Regions from separate parts of the Anser cygnoides genome. Here region 2 is linked to region 1. Evidence: chromatin contacts called from public Hi-C data. All regions are on one chromosome and are shown on one strand. Each heading gives the region's core, a stretch centred on a gene start, on an enhancer-like site or on the middle of the called end of the contact. The rest is flanking DNA. Distances are from core to core; before and after follow the strand shown.

Region 1 (5,166 bases), core at 912-3,411:
AAAAAAAAAAAGGACAATTTATATTCAGGGACATTCTAGGGATGCCCTATTTCTCTGGAGAGGCTAGGTATTCTTCTCTAAAGTGGACATTTCTACTCCCCTCGAATATGCAATGCAGTTCTTGTAAGCTTTGAAGCAATATTAAATATTATACTTCTTAAGCTTTTTAATGCATTTCAGTGTATCCTTCATTTTGCTAACTCAAGTCAGGAATCTCTTCATGTGTACCACTGAAATTAATTTGAAACTCAGCCTTGCAAGAAACCTATTAAATATTGATCTCATTACCTGCACAAAAGTGCTCACAAGAAGAAAATATTTTCACTCCAACAGTGCATTTGAAGTTGAAATGAACTTAATAAATTCCATGTGTTTTAAGAAATTAAAAGAGCGAGGATCTGAAGACATTTCCCATATCCTCACGGCACAGCCATAGCAGTCTGATCTCTCCCTCCTCAACGCTCCCCCAATCAGTTCTCAAACAGCTTCATCACCATTTCTTGCTCCAGCATTATAACAATTATAACAATTTCCTTAACAAAAATACATCCTGCGTTTTTTAGAGAAGGAGGTGGCCAGAGCACACCAGCACCTTTGTTGTGCTGGGGGAACACCGAAGTGACAGCGGCTCTCGTTCAGAGGGGAGGAAGGGTTCTGCCCCCCGAAGAGCAGCCGCGATTTCTGGGCACTGGCAGATGCTTGGCACCTTTTGGTCACAGCAGTGTACCAACAGGCCTCAGAATGGCCACACAGTTATTGCTGCCAAACTCACATACCTAACAGCAGTTCTGAAGATTTTTTGACAGATGAAGTGACTGAAAACATTTCTAACAGCCTACAGGATGGAGCACTGGGATACTTTGAATGCGCTCTCCGGTACTGTGCAGCATATGAGACAAACCAGGAGCTCACAGAAAATGTGTTCTCATTTTTGAGAATGACTGTTGGTATCCTGAACCACTTTAAAATACACCTCCAGATTCTAATGCTTTGGGTTTTTTTTTGTTTTTTTTTTTTTGTTGTTGTTGTTGTTGTTGTTCTGTTTTGTTTTGTTTTGTTGACCCTGTTAGCTCTTTACATTTTGAAACACTCCCAGAACAGCACCATAGCTGTCCCCAAAATAACCGAGCAGGTAAGGGCTCATTCCCACAGCAAGGGTGTATCAACAAGCAGGTCTCAGAAAAACTTGACTGTTTCTGGGGTTTGAAAACTCTGTGGTAACCAACGAGAAGGAAGTACTTGTCTGTAAGTCCACAGCTATTTTCTTAATGACAGCAAGCTGAATGTGAGCCAGCAGTGTGCCCTGGCAGCCAGGAGGGCCAACCGTATCCTGGGGTGCATCAAGCACGGCATTGCTAGTCGGTCGAGGGAAGTGATTGTCCCGCTCTGGTATGCTGTGCAGCCTCACCTCGAGCACTGTGTGCAGTTCTGGGCACCACAGTACAAAAGGGACGTGAAACTGTTGGAGAGTGTCCAGAGGCTACAAAGATGGTGAAGGGCCTAGAGGGGAAGACGTATGAGGAGCGGCTGAGGTCACTTGGCCTGTTCAGCCTGGAGAAGAGGAGGCTGAGGGGAGACCTCATCGCAGTCTACAGCTTCCTCAGGAAGGGGGAGCGGAGGGGCAGGCACCGATCTATTCTCTGTAGTGACCAGCGATAGGACCCACGGGAATGGTGTCAAGCTGCAGCAGGGGAGGTTTAGGCTACACATCAGGAGGGGGTTCTTCACTGAGAGGGTGGTCGCCCACTGGAACAGGCTCCCCACAGAAGGAGTCACTGCACCAAGCCTGCCAGAGTTTAAGAAGCGTTCGGACTGTGCACTTAGTCACACGGTCTGAATTTTGGGGTAGACCTGTGTGGTGCCAGGAGTTGGACCCGACGATCCTTACGGGCCCCTTCCCACTCGGGATGCTCTGTGATTCTGTAGTTCACTGAAGCAGCTCCGCCACTCGGCTGCACCCCTGCCCCACCGCCCCGCCCCGCCCCGCCCCAGCCGCGGGCGCAGCCGGACCCCGGGCACCGCGCGCGTCCGTGTCGCTGCGGTGCGGGGCTGGGGGCCGCCCGCCGCCGGCAGCGCGGGGCCCACCCCCGGCCTCCGCCGGCCCCCGCGGCCCGGGAGGGCCCCGCCAGGCCCCGCCCGCGTCGCCGCTTGCGCCTGCGCCGGGGGCCGGGGCTGGGGCCGGGGCGGAGCGGGGCCGAGCGGGGCCATGGAGCGGTTCGGCGGCGGCGGCTATGAGGCGGCGGCGGCGGAGCTGTCCCGGCAGCAGGAGCGGCACTACCGGCTGCTCTCGGAGCTGCAGGCGCTCGTGAAGGCGCTGCCCAGGTGCGCGGGGCGGCGGGACGGGGCGGCACCGGCACCGGCTCCGGCACCGGCTCCGGCACCGACCCGCACCCCGACAGCTCCTGCCAGCAGCGGCTCTCCTACACGACGCTGAGCGACCTGGCGCTGGCCCTGCTGGATGGGACCGTGTTCGAGATCGTGCAGGGGCTGCTGGAGATCCAGCACCTCACCGAGAAGAACCTCTACAGCCAGCGCCTCAAGCTGCACAGCGAGCACCGCGGTCAGCGGGGCGCCGGGCCGGCGGGGGAAGGGGGGGGCGCTGCGGGGGGTGATGGGGACACTGGGCGGCGGGAGGGCGGTGGGGACACCGCGGGGGACAGCCCCGTGGCACTCGGGGGTAGGTGGTGAAGGCACTGGGGGGGTCACCGAGGAGAGGGGCCTGGGGCACCAGGGGGCTGCACGGGGAGGCTGGGTAGCCAGGCCCGGGGCTTCAGGGTGGGGCGCCGGCACACTGTGGGGACGCTGCGGGGACAGGGCAGGAGGGAGGGAAGGAGGGGGCGCGGTGGCCGCGGGGCCCTGACCCTGTCCCCGAAGCAGGGCTGAAGCAGGAGCTCTTCCACCGGCACAAGGAGGCCCAGCAGTGCTGCAGGCCGCACAACCTGCCGATCCTCCGTGCCGCCCAGCAGCGGGAGATGGAGGTAAGGGGTGAGCGAGTGGGCACAGTTTCCCTCGGTACCCTTCACGTAGGCACAAAGGTTGTCTCCTTCCCTGGGGCTTAACGGCTGTTTTGCTGCAAGGCTGTTCCCAGCTGTCCCACCCAAGGAGCTGGTGCTGTTGCAGGAGCGTCACAGCCCTTGGCACCTCCAAAGGGTTTATCTAGTCCTTCGTGAAGCCTTGGAAGCTGCCAGCCAGCTTGTCTGGCCATGCGTGCAGTACCCTGGGCTCTCCATTCCAGCTGGATGGCCCTCTTTCTGGCTCTGCCCTTTGACCCCTCAGTCCCTTCTGACAGAGAGGTGATTGCCCCAGGCCATTGCCATCTAGTGTAGTTAGAGCCCAGACCTGATCTGGCAATCATGGAAGTTGAGGAACCTGCTCTAAAAGAGCAAGGCCTTCCCCACAATATGCTAATGAGTCTGTTTGTTATATTACAAGCTGAAGCCTGCATATGGATAGACAGCAAGTTGATGCAAAGTATAAACGTGCGTAAAATCTACCATCATGTGTTAGAAGGTGAGAAAGCAAAGAACACTCAAAACTCATGTTTTACTTAGTTACACTGAAAGAAATAACCTAAGATACCTAAAAACAAAAATTGATTCTTAGTGTTTCTCAAGGCATTTCTAGAAAGGATCTTCAGCATGAGCGGTAAATTCAGTCCGAAGGCTCTGAAGATCATTTTACCTATACGTTATAAACCTGTCTCTATCTTATCACTAATGTAAGGGAAATTACAAGTAGCTAGTTTTCTTAATTCATGTAATTCAAATGTATGCATGAGATTACTGCACGTAAGGCAAATGCATAACTGTTTAAATGTAGGCGTTTTTCTGACCTTTGTACATAACAACCGTGGTGTTAGAGCTCACTGTTGGATCTTTTGTTTTCACTTCCTTCATTTCTTACTGAGATGACTAAAGCCAGTGTGGACCTATATTAGACATTCTGTGTCTGAATAACTTGTATTTGCAGCATAGCAGTAAATAATGATCTATATTGCTGATTCTAAAGCATTTTTAATATTGTATTTGCTCAGTAGACTTGATTCACAGTAGATGACAATCATATCCATATTATGTGTTTTGTTTTTCCTTGTATTATATCATGCACAACTTCTTCTTACATCTTTTTACCTTCCCCATGCCTTTTTGTGTTATTTATCCGTCCGTCAGGAGGAAGTTACTGAAGTTACTTCTTCCCTTTTATATGTTCTGTTATTCTCTGACAGAATAACTGCTCTGTTATTCTAAACTCTGTAGAGCGTTTTGGGAATAGATCAGTAATCTTAGTAACAATTGCTACATTTCTAATCAGACCTGCTCTCTCTGGTTAAAGGTTTTGAAGACCAGTTCCTGTGTAATAGCTTGGGATCAGTCTCACAGGAGGGATAATACAAGTTGTAGTTTCTAGATGTTCAGCTTCCTAATGGAATCTGTAGCACTTAAAACCTTGGCCTAGCATACCAGCCGCTTGAGCCAAAGCTTGTGTTTAAGGCTTACTTTCTCAGTCTTTTGTACTTTTCTGTATCTCGGAGTTGGATATCTACCCTAAACAGTATGCAGGTAAATAAATCTCATTTAAAGAGATTTTCAAGCCCAAGGACGGGCAAATCACTTTTTCAGCACAGGACTAAGTGAAGACAAGGGTGTGGTACCTACTCCTTTGCCCTAAGGCCATCAAGAGGAAGGAAAGTCCTTGGGGAATGTGGGAGCCAAAGGATTTGAATCTTCCACAGACAAGGATTGTGAGCCTTCCAGACTAAAGAACTTATAAACAGAGTTTTCTTAGGTTTGTGGGATAGTTAATGTTGGAAGGGACCTCAGGAGGTGTCTGGTCCAAACTCCTGCTCAAAGCAGAGTAAGCTCTGAGGCTGCTTCAGCTTGTTCACAGTTTGTCCAGTCAGGTCTTTGAAACACCCTTCATTTGGGTCAGGCCTTTTGCAGACAGCAGCTGATCCTTTCATGCCGTAGACAAATCTCAATTTTTTTTCCAGATTGTTCAGGGCTGAAGCCACTGTCATTCAGATTCTGGCTTTTCCACAGGACTCGTGGAACTTGTCCTCCCTTTCAGATGGATCTGCCCAGGCCTTTTAAACCGCAGTCGTTGACACAGGAAATCCCAGACCTAGTGACTTCTTCCTCTCTGTGCACTGAGGAATATTTATTGCCC
Region 2 (4,978 bases), core at 649-3,148, 160 kb after region 1:
CTGCCCAAATCCTGCAGACGTGGCTGGGCCTGCCCTGCAGCACCAAAAAGGGCTTGATGCCCATGGCGAGTCCCCACTGGCCTGGGAACAGCTGCGCTTGGCTGGCCAGGCACTGGTGGCAGGGCACAGAGGAGTGCCCATGCAGCCAGCGTTCATCCCGCCACAGGGAGCTCTGCACAGGGCAGCGCCATCCAGGGGAGCACCTGCGCCGAGGGGTGGGGCTGCTGCCCAGGCACCGCTCCTTGCAGCCACCCCAGAGCGACAAAGGGAACAGGATGGGGATAAGAGGGCCAGAACGTTGCTGGGGGGTCAGAGCCTCACCTCAGGGGGGGCCACATACTCCCCAACATCCCAGACCTTGCTTGGTGACTGTGTCACACCCTTGACCTTGGTGATGACGGAGCTCTCTGGGCCCATTTCCCTCTCCTGGTAGCCCTTCTGAATGATGAACACATACCTGCAGGGAAGGAAGGATGGGAAAAGGAGCTTCCAGTGGTGCCCACCTCCTTGGCTCCAGGACCCAGAGAGCACGCTGAGAACTGTGGGCCAGTGGGTATGCTCAGCACCCACACGCCTTGCTGGGCAGCACAGGGCATGAGGGGTTCAGAGCCTGCAGCAGCCTGCCTGCACCCACCGTGCTCTGCCCTGCACACAGGCTGCCGCTCTCCCACAGCCCCCCCGCCTGTGCCGCCCCTTGGACAACCCGGGGATGGGGGGATCCCAGCCAGGAGCTTGGCCCCAAGAGCAGGGCAGAGGGGGCTGGGATGTGCGCGCAGGGAAGGGCGGGCAGGGGAAAGGGCAGGAGAAAGGGCAGGGGCATCAGCGCTGTCGGTACCGGGAAGCAGAGGGTCCCGGCCCCGCTCCCGGCCCGCACTCACCCGGTGAAGTAGAGCAGGACCAGGAGCTGCAGCGCCCGGTACGCGGTGCCAAGGTGCCCGTTCCGCACCACCACCACCTGCGGGCTGGAGTAGCTGCTCACCGCCCGCAGGCAGCCCCGCACGCCCATGGCCGCTGCGATCGGCTCGGCTCGGCTCGGCTCGGCACCGCACGGCCCGGCTCGGCACCGCACGGCCCGGATCGGCACCGCACGGCCCGGCTCGGCACCGCACGGCCCGGCTCGGCACCGCACGGCCCGGATCGGCACCGCACGGCTCGGCACCGCACGGCCCGGCTCGGCACCGCACGGCCCGGATCGGCACCGCACGGCTCGGCTCGGCACCGCACGGCCCGGATCGGCTCGGCTCGGCACCGCACGGCTCGGCACCGCACGGCCCGGCTCAGCACCGCACGGCCCGGCTCGGCACCGCACGGCCCGGATCGGCACCGCACGGCCCGGATCGGCTCGGCTCGGCACCGCACGGCCCGGCTCGGCACCGCACGGCCCGGCTCGGCACCGCACGGCCCGGCTCAGCACCGCACGGCCCGGCTCGGCACCGCACGGCCCGGATCGGCACCGCACGGCTCGGCACCGCACGGCTCAGCACCGCACAGCCCGGCTCGGCTCGGCACGGCTCGGCAGCGACCCCTGCGGGCCCGGACAAGTCTGCGCGGGGGGCTCGGCAGTAGGGCCCCCCTGCGCCGTGCGCCGGTTGTCGCTCCCCGCTCGCTCACAGCAGGATGGTTCCTGCCGGTGAAAGGGCAGCAGAAGAGCGTCAGGTGCAGCCAGGAAGGGGCTGGAAGCAGGCCCGCGGGTGCCCGTTTTGCAGTTTGGGGAGAGACAGAGAGATCGGGGCACAGCTGGCGTCTTGGTCCTGCGACAGCAGCAGGGTGTCGCTCACCCAAAATGACCCAGAGGAGCCTGGCAAGGGGCCCAGAGGAAAAACTGTGAGCTTGTGAGCAAGATCTGCCGGCCCCAGGGGAGGGGGCTGCGACACCCACCAAGGGACACCCGGACTGCTAGACCCCTTTCCTCCCTTGATCTAAAGCTGTCTCAGGGCCGTCTGAGAATGGCACAAACAGCAGGCTTGACAGATGGGGGGAAAAACAAAACAAAACAAAAACAAACAAAAAAACCTTCCCAGGCTGTGCATGAGACCAGTGCGTGCTCCAAAGCACTGGGGGAGGGCAATGACAACGTTACCTCCTTGAACAACCCCACGTCCTGTTTCTTATGGACACAGCTGCTGGCTCTGGACAGGGAGATTTGAGGTGGTCTCCCATGCTGAGAATGGATTTTCCTGTTCTCTGAAGGCCATCAAGTCTTCATCTCTTCCACCAATATCAGTGGAAGGAGGGCCCTGTCTACCCTACATTCTGCTGCTGTGGCAGGACCAAGACACCAGCTGTGTCCCTGGTCTCTCTGACTCACTTTCCTGTGCCAGTGTTGCAGCAGACGCTCAGGGACTTTGATTTATTGTGTAATCTGGGGGCTTCTACCTTGTACACAACACTGCTTGCTTGGAAAGGCTCTTGGAGGTGCTGTGACTATCTGAAATATAAACAAATCATCATCTGACAAGCATTTATTCTTTCTTCAGGATCCTTTCTTCCTTCAATAACAGTTTGGATGGATTTGCTAGTTAACACAGTGCTTTCCTAGGCCAGGTTCACTCTCATGACACCTCAGTGCTGCTGCAGAGTCACCACCCTGATGAAGACACAGCCATGGAACACCGCCTTCCGATGGGGACAAGGAAGCTCCCAAGCCCAATCCCCTTCACGCAATCCCTTGTGTCAACACAGTCACCTCGCCCCTGGGCTCACTACAAGACTTACTGCTCTGTGTTGCTGCCCTTATGTTACTTTTGACACCCTTTAACACCCTTGGACTCAGCCAGCCTGATCCTGCCACTGGTAAATATCTGCAATGTCTTTTGTTGTGTCTCTATGGTGGGGCTGAGCCACCAGCCTGGTGTTGGCTGATGGCAGAGGATTGCCATATGCAGCCTGTCCTCTCTTCTTGTTGCATCCTGTTCCTAGATGTCCGTACTGCCTGACCGCTCTTCTACCTGTCTGCATGGGCACTGTGGGTCAAGCATCCTGTGGGGCTGGGTGCCAGAGAGGGGTGAGACCAGGCTGGGGGTGTCACCACTGATCTCCAGACCCAATCAGCAGGCGAGGAGGATCAGGGTGAGCCTGTGTGTCTGCCCCTTTGAGGCACACAGCCCCATTTCTAGACTGCACCTACAGATGGGAACTGCAACAGCCGCCTCCATCAGACTGAGGCAGGAAAAACCCTGGGCCCGGGTACAGCAGGCTAACCTCTTGCAGGCCAGGAAGGAGAAATCTCAAGGCTGACTGAATTTGCCTTCTCCCATAGCCAAAACCGTGGGAACTGGCTTTATCAGTAGCTATGCAGGGTTCAAGGAGGAAACCTCAAGCTTTTAGGCTTGTTCTGCACTTCTACTCTACTGCTGAGCTGTAGAACATAGCAGATGGGACACAGGCGGCTGTGGTCCAGGGTGGCCGTGCTACAGCCCTGTCGCCAAAAGGAGCCAGAGTGCTGCTGTGATCTGCATGGAGCTGTCTGCATGGCCCGGACTCTGCCCAAGCTGGGAGTGAGGCATACATGCGCGCTGTGACCTGTCAGCCTTACCCTGCAGATTAATGATTCACCTAGTGCGGTACAGCACTTCCTGCTGTAAGCACCCAAAAATCCACATCAGCAACAGTTGTGTAAGTCAGAGACAATATACATAACATTAAGCAAACCCTAAGCATGTGGGAATTTTTTTCTCTGTCAAGCTATTTTTGCACCTTCCAGAGGAATGAAAATATCAGCATGTACTTCATCCTTCACATGGAAAGTAAGGAGAATGTGTTTTCCAGAGATGCAGAAATGCCCCAGCCTCACGGTCTTTTCTGCTCTCAGGCTTGTCAGCCCAAATAATTTCTGCTGAGTTTTGACCCGTGCTGACAAGCAGGCCCCTGTTGCTGAGCCGCAGCTTCTCACGCTGTTGTTCAACCCAAGTCCTGCTGACTCAACCCTTACTCCACCTTCACCTGGAAGTGGGGGTGATACATGTCAGGAAGGTACCAGCTCCTGCTTGCAAGTCTGCTTCCTGCTAAGTAGTTCCCATAAATTAAAGGAAGGTACTCACTAGGGTGGTAAAACCAGGCAGCTCCCAAGTACATGATGACACTGAGATTTGCCTAGGGATTAAGAAAAAGCAGAAGATGAAGCGAATTTCCTCCCAGCATCATTATCTAACCTCTTACAGGGAACCCAGGGGTCTTGGGGGGGGGGGGGGGGGGGGGGGGGGTTGAGGAGCTTTCCTCTTCATTTTTCCCACACCTTGGGGCTTTCTCTATTTCTTCTCAGGCACAGCAGTTTAACAGGGACCAAGGCTGGCCAAGGCTGGGAGCTGCTCAAGAAGCTCAGCACCGAGCCTTTCTGGGGTGGAGATCACCTCGTCCCTGTCGCAAGCAAGGTTACTGAGAACAGGCTGCCCAGGACCTCCAGGGTGCTCCCCGTGCCTGCCTCTTGCTGGGAACACCCTGCCTGGAGGCGGGAGACACTGCCTCTGCTGATAGCCCATCCTGGTTCACCTGCCCTTTCGCTACAGGTTTCAAGTCAGCCAGGCCTCACTCACCCACCTAGAACAGGGCGTCGCACAGAGACCTGCCCCCTCACACCCACCCTCCCTCTGCTTCTTGTCCACAGCAACAGAGGACAAGAGGCTGTCATGGCCTGGGCTGCCCAGCTCCATGCTGGGGATGCAGGGATGGTCCTGAGCGCTGGCACCCAGCTCTGCTGCTAGCTCTGCCTGGAGTGCATGACACCAGGATAGGGTCCAAAATGCTCAGCTGTGTGGGAAGGGAGTTACAGGGCAGCACAAGAACCTCGGGGAAGGCCTGGAGGAGGTCTGTGCTCAGAGTGGCTCTGTACCAGGGGCTGAGGGTCTGCAGGACAGACAGAAGGGATCACTGTCCCCAGGCTCCCCTGAGATGCAGGACCTGCAGAAGACTGTGGAGCCTAATCCAAAGCCACACCATCCCACAGCCAAGAGTTGCACTGAAAATAGCTGATGGACCCAAC

What was found. Hi-C and Micro-C count contacts between places; a contact is called where the count stands out from the background.
Region 2: a contact with region 1 is called in a Hi-C map of liver, with 2.2 times the contacts expected there. The contact joins the promoter of P2RX2 here to the promoter of LOC106047465 in region 1. A contact is called at or near these places in 2 of 7 Hi-C or Micro-C datasets (both in liver).

The regions. Positions count from the first base shown.
Region 1 is chr17:15,208,748-15,213,913 of Taihu_goose_T2T_genome, forward strand. It overlaps LOC106047465 (protein DGCR6), which reads left to right and starts at 2,162. Exons shown (of 5, transcript XM_066979307.1): 1 at 2,162-2,322; 2 at 2,400-2,560; 3 at 2,878-2,978. The coding sequence starts at 2,207.
Region 2 is chr17:15,372,515-15,377,492 of Taihu_goose_T2T_genome, forward strand. P2RX2 (purinergic receptor P2X 2) reads right to left here and starts at 1,899. Exons shown (of 11, transcript XM_066979092.1): 1 at 879-1,899; 2 at 322-457. The coding sequence starts at 1,006.